Linked DNA regions of Danio rerio: region 1 is linked to region 2. The links are chromatin contacts, called in public HiCAR-type maps. All regions are on one chromosome and are shown on one strand. The core of a region is the stretch at or near the end of the contact, and the rest is flanking DNA. Distances in the headings are between cores, read along the strand shown.

The links. HiCAR-type assays count read pairs that join an accessible place to other places.
Region 1: a contact with region 2 is called in a HiCAR-type map of caudal fin, with 6 times the contacts expected there. The contact joins two enhancer-like sites. A contact is called at or near these places in 4 of 18 Hi-C or Micro-C datasets (caudal fin, embryo, hematopoietic stem cells and 1 more) and 1 of 4 datasets of contacts at active chromatin or transcription factors (caudal fin).

What each region holds. Positions count from the first base shown.
Region 1 is chr20:41,789,441-41,796,264 of GRCz12tu, reverse strand. coq8aa (coenzyme Q8A, genome duplicate a) reads right to left here. Exons shown (of 15, transcript NM_001002728.2): 12 at 4,295-4,402; 13 at 2,933-2,998; 14 at 2,763-2,849. Among named protein-coding and RNA genes, the nearest start is that of si:ch211-245h14.1, 13 kb to the left of the region's middle. Within about 2 kb of position 4,749, at least 1 of the 62 cell types and tissues checked has an H3K27ac peak or open chromatin away from gene starts, as enhancers often do. A contact at or near this core is called in caudal fin, where this site is marked.
Region 2 is chr20:41,654,730-41,660,900 of GRCz12tu, reverse strand. All of the region lies in intron 2 of LOC141379398 (a long non-coding RNA gene), which reads right to left. Among named protein-coding and RNA genes, the nearest start is that of stum, 56 kb to the right of the region's middle. Within about 2 kb of position 1,285, at least 15 of the 62 cell types and tissues checked have an H3K27ac peak or open chromatin away from gene starts, as enhancers often do. A contact at or near this core is called in caudal fin, where this site is marked.

The DNA of each region.
Region 1 (6,824 bases), core at 3,500-5,999, 130 kb before region 2:
CCACACACACACTACCCAATTCACCTGTACCGCATGTCTTTGGACTGTGGGGGAAACCGGAGCACCTGGAGAAAACCCACACGAATGCAGGGAGAACATGCAAACTCCACACAGAAACGCCAACTGACCCAGTCATGTCTTGAACCAGCAACCTTCTTGCTGTGAGGTGACAGCACTACCTACTGCGCCACTGTGTCACCAGGCTTTTTTCAAAATATGTATATTTTTTCTGTTTCATATAAGAAAAAAAAAAACTCAAACAGGTTTGGAACAAGTAAAGGGCGAGTAATTATTGACTATTTTCCTTTCTTAGTGAATAATTCATTTAAGATATTTTAGAAGATATCTGAGAGCTTCCTCATCCTCAATAGACAACAATGGTTCGTTCAGTGTCCAGGAAAACAAAAAAACAAAGAAACAAAAAATCCTCAAAACAGTCAACATGTCTTTAGTAGTTCAATCTAAATATTATAAAGCTGCAAGAATACTTGTGCACATAAAGCAACCTTATTTACAGTTTCTTCTCCTCAGTGTCAGTATAGGGTGCATGTTCATGAGAGCGCTGTACTGTTTGTGTGTGTCATACTTGGGTGTGCTGCATGACATATAACTCGTATGCTTAGTTTGAAACAGAGAAAGTAGAACATGTGCATCTGGGAAGAGTTGCACCAGCTTTTCATAAGTTCTTTCTTCAACTATAACTTAAAGTCCACACTAGGGGCTTAATAACTTCTCGCTAGTTTGTAACTAAATTTGTTCTTACTTTGGTTGCACCACATGTTCTTAAGGCAAACCGTAGTTGGTAGGATGTAAGCTCTCCGTAAAGTCATGCGTAGTGTCATTGAGTGACGTAATGTCCAATAAAAAGCATTACAATTGTTAAACTGCTTTGGAATATGTTTATATATAATGGTCCTATGAAAATTAAATAATAAAATATATTTTTTATTTTACATTAGAGTCAGTCACTAATAACAGACACGCATGTCTGCATTGTGAGCCGTGAATGCACGCAAAATATCAACGCAATCTCACGTCAATTAAGTATGATTTGCTCATCACCCAATGACGGTTGGATTTAGGGGTGGGGTTGGGTGCCACGCCTCCTTTCTAAAATCTTACAACTAAAATTTGTACAAATTAGCCACTAAACTTACAAAACTAAAATCCTTGCGTTTTCTCGTGAAAAACACATGAAGATATCAAAACATTAAACTTGATTTTTTTTCTATATCCTACACGTCAAAGAGAAAAGAGCAGGGAGAAGAACTCAGTCATGAAGAAATTCTCGTTTTAATTAATTGAGAATTAACATAAAAAACACTCTACACTTTTCACAAACTGAAAAAAAGCAAGATTTGGAAGGAAATAAGGCCGTAAATAGAGGTAGATCATTCTTCATTATGACCACGAGCTCCTCAATGTAAATTTGTCTCACTGTCATCTCTTTTTTACCGTTATACGTGGGGGAAGGCTGCCGTAAATATTTATTTGAAACGTAGCGTTACGTTTAAACCAAGTTCAGTGGTGCAACACAAAAATATTTACTAGTGCGTAAAGTCACAACTAGGCTACGTTTGAACTCCTGGGGTATACACAAATGCACAGTGCTTGTGAACGTGCACCCTTTACTGACAACAAGAAACAAACAACTGATGAATAAAGTTACTATTTTAGTTTTATGTGCACAAAGTTAATCTTGTAGCTTCATAATTTTCTGTTTAAATCAATGAAGAGTAGACACATGTACTGTTTTGATTTTATTTTTGGGCAACCCTTCTGGATTTCTAAATCGGAAAGCTTGCAGTCTATGGAGGCTGATTTCTATGGAGATTTCATAAAATAAAAAAAATCTTATTTTGTATTTTGAAAATGAATAAAGGTCTTGTGGGACTGGAATGAATAGAGGGTCTGTAATTACTGACAGAATTTTCATTTTTTGGTGAACTATCCCTTTAAAGCTGCAGTCCATAAACTTTTTAGATGAAATATTAACCAAAAATTAGTTTTAAAGCAAGTACATAATCAGCCATTGTTCAGAATTATCATAAGTATCCTACCCGAATGTTAATCTTGTAATAAGAATTTCTAATTTGAGCCAGTAAGGAATTACAAGTTACTCAAAAATATTTTTGGAAATGTCAGCAGTCACTCAGACTCAAGCTAAGGAAACAGTTCAGATTTCGAAGAACTGTTGAGCCTGTGAAAATCAAATATATAAACTAAGCAATTTTATTGAGTGGGTGATATTAATTTATTAATGGTTTCTCATGGTTTATGTAAAAATGGAAAGTTGATTATTTATTCAATTTACAAGATTTAGTCTTGCAAAACAATGCATTTTACAATTAATTAGTGTTTTAATAACAATTTCATAAGCATCATTTCACTGTATGATTATATAAACTTCCGTATCAGTTATCTGAACCAGATACAAATCGTCCTAAGAACCTGTTTGTAGATTCAGATTTTGTTGTTCACTAAGGCTGTAGATTAAAGCTAATAAAGATATGAATAATGTAAAGTCCAATTTTTAGACCAGACCAATCCCTGTGCTTTAAAACAGAACGTATCTCAGGAGCAGTACGTAATCATTTAATGTTGGTTAACTCTTAAAATGCTTTTGACTTTGATTTTAAGAATTAACAACCCAGATTTCAGCTGAAAAAATGTTATATTTTCGCTTAATTTTTCTCAAGTGTGTGTTTTCTGAGTGTGTAGAGAACAGGAGAAAACAATAAAACATCAGCTTATATTCTTACCTTTGACTCATAACCAGTCAAAAACTTCATGTCTATGGATTGCTTCAACACTCCTTCTCGATTACCATCTGCCGCAGCCTTAATGATCTGTTTAAAAGACGAAGGTCATCAGTCTACAAGGGAAAAAGTTTTATTCACACAATCGTTTACCTTCACTTTTATGGGTTTACCTCAATATAAACATCAGTAAAACTCTCATCAAACCCTCTCGTCGCACCGAAATCAAGTAAAGCAACCTGTGGACAGAAGAACAAGTTCAAACACTCTGACATATGAGAACAAAACATATTTACCTTTTATTTACTGTACTCAGAATAATAAAAGTCCTAATTTATTATTTATTTATTTATTGCCACATCAGCAACTTATGACTATTTTGTGGCAAAATGGATATCCATACGATATTACATGATGAAAACAAATTCGAATTACAATCAAAAGTTACTTAGACAAATATATATAAAATATAAATAAATAAAATTCTCAAGTTAAATATTATTTTTCTGTTCAATTTTTGATAAATAATTAAAGATTTTTCCTGCTGGTACTTTTTTAAAAATGTCCAAAGTATAAAAGTCCTAATATTAAAGAAGTTATAATACAATATACAGCAATTTGTTACTAAATTATCTATAATACTTTTTATATCATAAACATAACATTACATTTACACTACATTTTCATTTTCTATACAACTAGATTTCTCTGTACTTAACTCTAAAGTACAGTAAAAGTAACTACAATATTAAATGAATAAAAACAATGAACAAAACATTCTCAAATACAAAAAACAAAACAAAACAAAAAAACTAAAAAGAAAACCAAAAAAAAATTAATATATCATGCAGCAATTTTTTAAAAATACATTCCTAATATGAATACTTGGATATATATTAATATATGAAGTCAAATCACTTGCCTTTCACTTATTGTACAAAAGCACTTGACAAATGTAAATGTACAATAAACTTCTATCATGTAATACGACAAATAATATTATAAATAAATGAAACACTTATATATACACGTTGAGAGATGAAGACAACTTTTAAAACCTTTTTGATTTTTTTGACAACATGCTACAATATCTATCTTTCAATACTAATAATTAGAAAGATTACTTTTATTTTAAAAAAACAGCATATTGGAAAGGTTTCTGGAGGATCGGGTGACACTTGGAAACATCATGAATCACAGGACTAAATTAAATAAACTATAATAAAGTGATTAGTTTTAAACTTAATTAATTTTAGGTTTATTTCAAATTTGGCCACATACATATTCTTTAACTACAGCTTTCTAAATGCTTATAACAACAACAATAAAAATAATAATAATAGTCAGAAACCCAAAAAAGCGAACAAATTAAAGTATACAAATTATGTAGTGACAAAAACAAATCTAACAATTGAAGATAAAAAGTACTCTGGTTTAAATTGACATTAAGACTTATCGTTTGATTTTTAGTGTAAAAAAAAATTATAAATACTATGAAAAAACCGACACTGATCCAGACTCTCTCGCTCTCTTACCCGATGTGTTTGTGGATCATAAAAGAAATTGGACCAGTTGGGATCCGTCTGCATGTATCTGAACTCGAAGAGCTCTCTCAGACACAGATTCAGGATGTTTTTACAGATCTGATCATTAAAAAAATAAAAAATAAAATCAGCATATTATCCACAGTATACACAGTCATGTCATAGATCAGCTTCATCTCCAAACAAAGACTGTTTTAGTGCAATGTTTACGTCAACCCATATAACTGATGCGCATTTAAATCATATTGGTATGGTCTGTTTATACATTTCAATCACAATAATTGCCTTCATGTCTGTCAGTGTACACGACAGCTTCTACTCTGGGATTTTTTTCAACATTTGACTGAATTTATACTTAATTCCTTGGCTTTTTAACGTCATGCTCTTTTATTTACACTTTGTCCTTCTGATGCCAGCAAACTCTTCCACCAGCAGGTGGCGATGAAGTGTCAGGAAAACAAAGTCCCACCTCAGATTTTGACGTGGCCTGATACCACAGCACTTTTTAATGGGCCTTTATTTATATAACTGGCCAAACTGTACATGTGGAAAATATTTTTCAGCCCAGTTGGGTGAGAACTCATTAATGAGTGAATACTGTTTATAAAGACAGATGCACCTTAGTTTAATAAAATAATAACAATAATACAAATATATTTCATTTTTTAAAAAATCTATTAAATACATCACACTATAGAGACAGTAGGGCTGCACGATATTGGACAGAAACTGACATTGCAAGGTTTAGTTTTCTGCGTTATGAGTAGAATTTCTTAAGAGGATGCGTCTGGCTCAATTTGGAAAGAATTCATAGTTTTATATTAAACATAGCATTTTACAGTTTTCTGGAGCTGTATTCAGGTACATGAATTACGTAATCAAATGTAAACAAACAAACAAACAAAAACAAAAAAGTCTTTGTTGTATAAAAAAATAAACAATCTTGATTCATTAAAATGTTATGAATTATTATCACAAATGGTTTAAATACACTTGAAATCCTACAGTCAAAGGCCTTAAAAACAAAAGCAATTGAAAGTTATTTACTCTTTTATGGTTAATCTTCATTATGTGGTCAATTATTATCCCACTCATATTTCCTAATGGATGAATAAGCTGTAATTTTAACTTTTGCAGATTCTGCAATGTGATTATTGTGCATTTGCACATTGCGATATTGATGCTGAAACGATATATTGTGCAGCCCTAATAGAGACATTTGTGTTTGCATCAATGTTGTTTTCGTGTAACTGAAATTACAATCGAGGTTTTTATTTATTAAAAAAAAAAAAATGCAATGTAATTTAATTCAATTGTACATTTAATTGTAACTTCAGGTAGGCTTGTCACAATATTCAATATATCAACTTATTGCACAACACATGGACTTGACCTCAATCATTTTTGCTGATGCAATGTATATCAACCAAACATAAAAACCAATTCTAGCAACATTTCAGCTGATCTTGCATCTTCATCTCTATTGGAGGTGTCAGTATAGTTAAGAAACACTATAATATTTACTATAAATGACTATAGTTTAATTTCATGTGGGTGCCTGATGACTGAAAATAGATCTGGTAGCAGATATCGCAGCCACTGTTACTTTTTACCTTTCACTTTTTTTGTTAACATTTATTATTATTTATTTAGCATACGTGTTTTTACATTCTGATTCCAATGCCTAATTTTTATATTCTTAGAATGACTATAATTAAATTAAACATTATTAAGAATATTAATAGAAAGAGTGCACTTGCATTGTGACGATAGATTGCCAATCTGGCATTTAATGAGTGGCATAAAATGGTCTTAAAATGACAATAATATTGTTAAATCACAATATATTTTGGTGCAATCTATTGTACGACAAAAAATAGATATCGTGACAGGCCTAATTTCAGTAAAGTTTTAGTTCTGTTGTGCGTTTACAGCTTATATTAGTTAGTTTATTCGGTCTAAACAGTTCTTATATTATTTAGCTGTATAAATAAAAATAAAAAAAGTTATTCCACAAACTAGGACTGAACAATAAATCATTTGAGCATTGATATCGCAACGCGTGTATCCCATCCGCAATATTCATATCACAGGATTTAATTATTTATTAAAGATTAAAGGACTACGATATTATTAAATATAATTTCATTCCATGATGACCATGTTATTTTACATTTGATTGTCCAATATATTTCAATACTGTTGGACTCCCCAGAAACCCATAAAGCACTATTTATTTAAATGGTATTGTTTTTATACATGCTTGTCTGTTACTATTTTGTATGCAGATGCACTGCATAGAAAGAGGCTTGATCATCGCAGTGGATCTAATTAATTTAATTTTTCCAAAAAAACAAAACAAAAAAAAAAAGCGATTCAAATTATATCTATATTGCAACATATATTTAAAAAATAATAAATAATAATAATAATAATAAAATATCAGAATGTCAAATTTTCCAACATCGTGCTGATCAACTAGTGAAATTATATCTATATTGCAACATATATTAAAAAAATA
Region 2 (6,171 bases), core at 36-2,535:
AGAATTGTTTTTAGTTTTCTTTTCCTGATTAGAGAATTAAAAAATAGCTGTAAAATGTCTAACAGCTGTTGTGAAATAAACATCTCTTTGTAATAAAAAACTCCTTATATATAAACACAGTTGAAGTCAGAAATATTAGCCCCCCTGATTTTACCCAATTTCTGTTTAAAGGAGAAGATTTTTTTCCAACACATTTCTAAACATAGTAGTTTATTCTGTAGACTATCGAAAAAATATAAAGCTTAAAGGGGCTAATAATATTGACCTTAAAATGTTTAAAAAAATACAAACTGCTTTTATTCTAGCCAAAATAAAACAAACAAGACTTTCTTCCAGAAGAAAAAAAAATATTATCAGACAAATGTTTTTGATCTGTTAAACTGCCATGGGATATATTTAAAAAAACAAAAAAACAAAAAATCAAATAGGGGCTAATAATTCTGGTTAAAACTGTATATATTCTATTGATTTATTCCAATCGTCATCTATCTAACTGATATTAAGGTCTAGTTGAGTCTCTGTGAAGATCTAAAAGTAGATAATGATGCAAGGTTAGCATATGTACAAGAAATGATTCCACTTTGTTCTTTGTCATCAGGAAAAAGTCCTCATTATGATTTTGTTGAAGAAGGGTAGGAAAAAAGGGAAAATGCTTTTGTGTAAAGTCCCGCACCTGTATATAGAAAAGTGGGCTTTGGGAATTTAAAACTGTAGACCACTTAAAATGTATTATAAGTATATTAAAACTTATATTTATGTGTGTACATGTACACACACACATACACATGATATATATGACATTGAAGACAAAATGATTAGACCCCTTTTAAATTCTAATTCTTTTCAAAATATCTTTCAAGTGATGTTTAACAGACCAAGGCACTTTTCACTGTATTTTCTATTCTATTTTTCTTTTAGAGAAAGTGTTATTTTAGTTTTTGGCTGGAACAATATTTAAAAATAAATTTTAAACACTCATATCGGCTTATAACAGCTTGATTTCTGGGAATAATACACTTTTCAGTTATAGTATATTTAAATTTTTCATACAAAATTAACTGCCACCATACAATTTATTTTGGGCAATATACAAGTCTGATGAGATCAAATCAAATTCATTCCAAATGAGCATCTTAACATCTGCACTCACCAACAATAAGTTATAGTATACAAACACCAAAGTATTCTAAATTACTAATAAGTTGGAAATAACTCCATAAAACAAAGCAGGTTTTGTTCTTACAAAGTGAATAGTCGCCACCTAGTGTCTCTTCTGCTTAATGCACTACTGTGGAAAGTTCACACGATCCAGATTTTCCCTCTTTAGTTCCTGTGTGACACTTTCACATGCACTCCATGAACACTATAAGTTAGATACTATTTAAAATCAATAAAACCCACTCAAAAGTCTACATAATTTTCTGGCAACCATCAGTTCTGACCTGATCAAATAATAGACGATTAGTCAATGGTCCAGCCGAGGTGCACACACAAACAGTTTATCTATTTTTATCTGATGACAGAAAAAGTGAAGGTTAAGCAGCTTAATTTTCATTTTCTCCTCTTGAATAAACTGGACTTCCTTATTTAGTCATACTTGGACTGAGTCACAGCGCTGGCAGAAAGCCTCAGAAATATTAGCCTGGGGAGCAGGAGCTTGGAGAGAGGCCATGTTCAAGAGTCAGGAAGCCAAACGCCCACCAGCCTCACACAAAATACTATACTAATAAAAGGACCATACAGCAAAAACACTCAAAAATGTATGAGGCCCTTGACCCATGGCGATGGCCTACCCACAGAGCACTAGCATCAGAAAGTACAGTGCTGCTGAAAGATAAATTCAGTCCAACTTCAGATCTGAGGAACAGACAGAGCTCAGGGGAGAAAAACACTGTCAAACACAAGGAGATTTCAGTCATAATTCAGGGAAAGTAGAGACTTTAGTATGAATGGAAAAAGTGAGTACTGTCACAGTGAAAAGGCATTCGGGTTTAATTTAGGATTTACTGAATTAGAGAAAACATTTGATCTACACTAGAAAAAAAAGGCTTATTCAAACTACTTATTTAAAATGAGCTGAAAACATTAGGTACAAAGAATTAAAGAATCCTAAAAGGGAAAACCAAGCTAAGATATTGAGATGGGTTGAACATATTCAATTTCAACCAGCAAAACAAGATCTAAGATTCAAACAATGGAGTTTGCAAGGCATAACACCCTTTAGTCTCATCACTACTGACAATGAATTAGAAAGTTTTCAACAACCTTGGAATACACATAGCTTAAACAAGACTTTTTCCATTGCTTTCAAGTTAGAGACTACTTCAGTAAAAACATAAGAGATTCCTAAGACATAAAAACAACACAGGTATTTATAGATACTTACAAAAAGGTTCATAAGAAACTAGTATCAAGAATTTATTCTTGTCTGACATTAACAAAGAAACACTCAACAATGTATATAAAACAGAAAACATAATTCTAACAAATGAGGAATGATTAACCATTAGGGAAACACAGTTTATTACAATTCATTCAGATTCATGAAGGGAATGTATTTGGAAAAATGTAATCAGGTTCTTTATGACACCTAAAATAAAATACTTTCAAACTAGAGATAAAATAAAATGGTGAATGCAGGAGAAAATGTGAAAATGTATTGGCTGATCATTTCCACATATTTTGGGATTGTAATATCATACACACCTATTTGCAAGATTTGAATAAAGAGATAAATGCAATAATGGGATTGAATCTGGAATCGTTTAAAAATTACAATTACCTAGGAATTTATACTTCAAAAATACCAAAAATGATGCATATCTTCTTAAAACACTACTAACAATTAGCAAAAAGGCAACTACAAAGAAATGCCTCAAGGAAGATCCTCCATCTGTAGTTGAATGGTATGATATTGTGAAATATGATATTGAAGTACTGACACTTTCCTTGAGACAACAAGTCTATAAAAATTCTGCATACTAAGTAAATGGTTAAGAAGAAATGTATTGTTTTACTTTTATTGTGGTGCTTTTATTTTATATATACCTTTGACACTTGTTTTGTATGTCTTTTTTGTTTCCATGTTCACTTGATAATGTTTTTTTGTTGTTGTTTTGAGAAAAATAACAATAAAAATAAATAAATAATAATAAATAATAATAATTATATATATATATATATATATATATATATATATATATATATATATATATATATATATACAGTATACACACACACACACACATGTAAATAAATAAAATGAGTTGAAACAACACAATTCCTACAGTTTATTTGGGAAAACGTAATTATTTTATATAGTGTGCGAATTATACATTGACGATTACACTAACTATATGTTTAGTTTGTGTAATACATGCTTCAGTGAATCAAATTTATGTATTTATTAAAATTACATATAATTTATTAATAAAATGTATTAACGTTTTAAGTTTTGTACCATTCCGGGACAGTTTTCTGTTCTGGCAAATTAAAAAAAAAACTTTAAAGTAAAAATGTTAAAATAAAATGTATAATATATAACGCAATTATTATTTGTAACGTATTTGAGTGATGTGTAGGTCTACAGTACATATTACTGTATTATCTATCTAAAAGTGTTACCGAAGACAATGACAGCAACACAATAACAGTTTAACAATTGTTAATAAGTTCTGTAATGATTACATTTAAGTTTTTAGGAAAACAAAATATCAGTTATCTGCATAGCATTCACAATATGAGCTCTCTTGGGTTTAAGCAAAAATTATTTGCTTGTGATTTATATTTTTTTCCCAGATTGATATTACAATTTAAAATGGGGCGTCTCTGGCAACACCAAATCAGTGCACCGAAGGCTGCAGACATTTTCACTGTTTTTTGCTTGAGAAAAGAAAAATGTATTCAAAATGTAAAATGTATTTAAGTTCTCAGTCTTTTATGGGATTTGCTATTTAATGTATTCTGACCTGATTAGCTATATTCGGCTTACTTTAGGTCAAACTATACAAACTATGCATCTAATTTAACTTTACTTTTAGGCTTTATGCAGAAACAAATGCCTGTTTTATGAGAAGTCAGTCTTGTGATCTCTTACGATGCTCTAATCTGCCGGTTTAGGATAGTTGAATGAATTTTTTCTTGCAGATTGACATGATTATGCTTTCACATAGGTATGAACCGTTATAGGGGTGGTCAAATCTATTATTTTAATTATTAACGTTACTGTTTAAGATACCGATCAGAGTTGTGGGGTCTGGTCAGTTTTAACGACATTAATTGTAAAAGACACAAAACTTCACGTACATATTCGGATATTCCAACGTTTTAAAAAACAGCTTTTACCGATGAGAAGAAATGTAAGAGGAAGGACAGGCACCATCGACAGAGAACTTGAACTCAAATGGTGCACTGAAGTGTTTCAGCCATTTGCTAATGTTACGGGAGGATGCGATCCAGATAAAACTACAAGAACTGCTGCCTGGAAGAAATATAGGAACTTTACCTCCTAAAGACCTTGATAAACTGGTTAAATGTTGATTTACATGTTTAGAGATTTACTCTGGAGAGCTTTTCCTGAGATAGCTGTTTCCCAAAGTTTTCTGATATAGCTATTCTAAAGAAGCTTTTACATCTATGCATGAAAAATAAAAGGCTGGAACATACAAACCAGCAGCGCGCTTAACTGACTCCTCTATACTGAATGTCTTAGGCCCTTTATTCTCAGTGGAGAATAAAGTAAAGGATTTTGTTTAGATCTTGTATTTGTTTTTATTTTTCACTGGATTTTATTTTAATAATAAAAGTGTATTTTATTAATTTTCTTCACTGGAGTGGACATTGGCTTCATTTGTAAAACCCATAAAGATATTCCTTGTGTGGTAAGGTATAAATCCAATTTATTCCTTAAACAACATTACAAAATATGGTCCTAAACAAAACTCTAAGAAATACAGCCAAGAGAGGATTCTGGATTCTTTAGTTAATTAGGTTATTAGATAAAGCCATCTAGCACAGAGTGAACTCCCCCCTGCAACATTTTGATAGATACACAAAACATAAGGAAAAACAATTAGGAGTCATTAATTCTGCACATTTAACTTAATATTTGAACATGACACACACGCGTCTTGTTTGCTATACCACTTTTCATTCGTCATTATGTTTCTACTGTACATATTGTATTATTTAAGTAGTGTGAAGTACTTGAAATCATCTGTTGTGTTAATTAGGCTGGCTTGTGTAGCAAGCCAGGCTACTGTTCTCCTATTTTTCTTCTGAGACTAAAAAAACAAAACGCATCTCCTCCTTGAGCTTTCAAGCTATGACCACCAAACTCACACCAGACCTCCAAACTGGTCTGACACGGGTTACTTTATCTTTTCTGACTGATCCGACTTTCAGTCTTCTGAAAAACCTCCTGTGACCATCGGAAAAATCCCTTTGACTTAACATTGGACCAAACTTTTTGACCTCATAACTCTGCATCATACTGTCACACAGACTTCAAACTGGGCTCATTTAACTCAGACTACCAAACTGCCAATAACTGATAAGCTTTTAACTTTCTGGCCACACCCTAGCAAAAACTTTTGGACCCTTGAAACTGTCCCATAGCCTTACACTACAAAAGCCTTCCATTGACTTTACATTGGGTCAAACTTTGTGACCTCATAACTCTGCGTCAGACTGTCGCACAGTCACAGACTTCTAACTGGGCTCATTTAACTCAAACTACCTAACTGCCAATAACTGATGAGCTTTTAACTTTCTGGCCACACCCTAGCAACCACTTTAGGACCCTAGAAACTTTTCCATAGACCTCTATTCAAAAGACTCTTATTGACTTTACATTGAATTAAACTTCGTGAGCTCATAACTCTGCATCAGACTGTCCTACAGACTAATGGCTGAGCTCATTTAACTCAGTCTAGCCAGCAGCCAATCACTGAAGGCCTTTTAACTTTCTAGCCACACCCTAGCAACTGTCCCATAGTTTCCTTTATAGAGGCTGAGATTGATATCGTCATGCTGCAGTGTTAAAGAGACATGGGGGTTGTTTTTAACTGTTTATACTGGCAAGAAGCTTTGATACATTATCAGTCTAAGCTGTCAATCAACTCCATAGCAACAAAACAGACTTACCTAGCAATAATATAACAGCAGCTATAT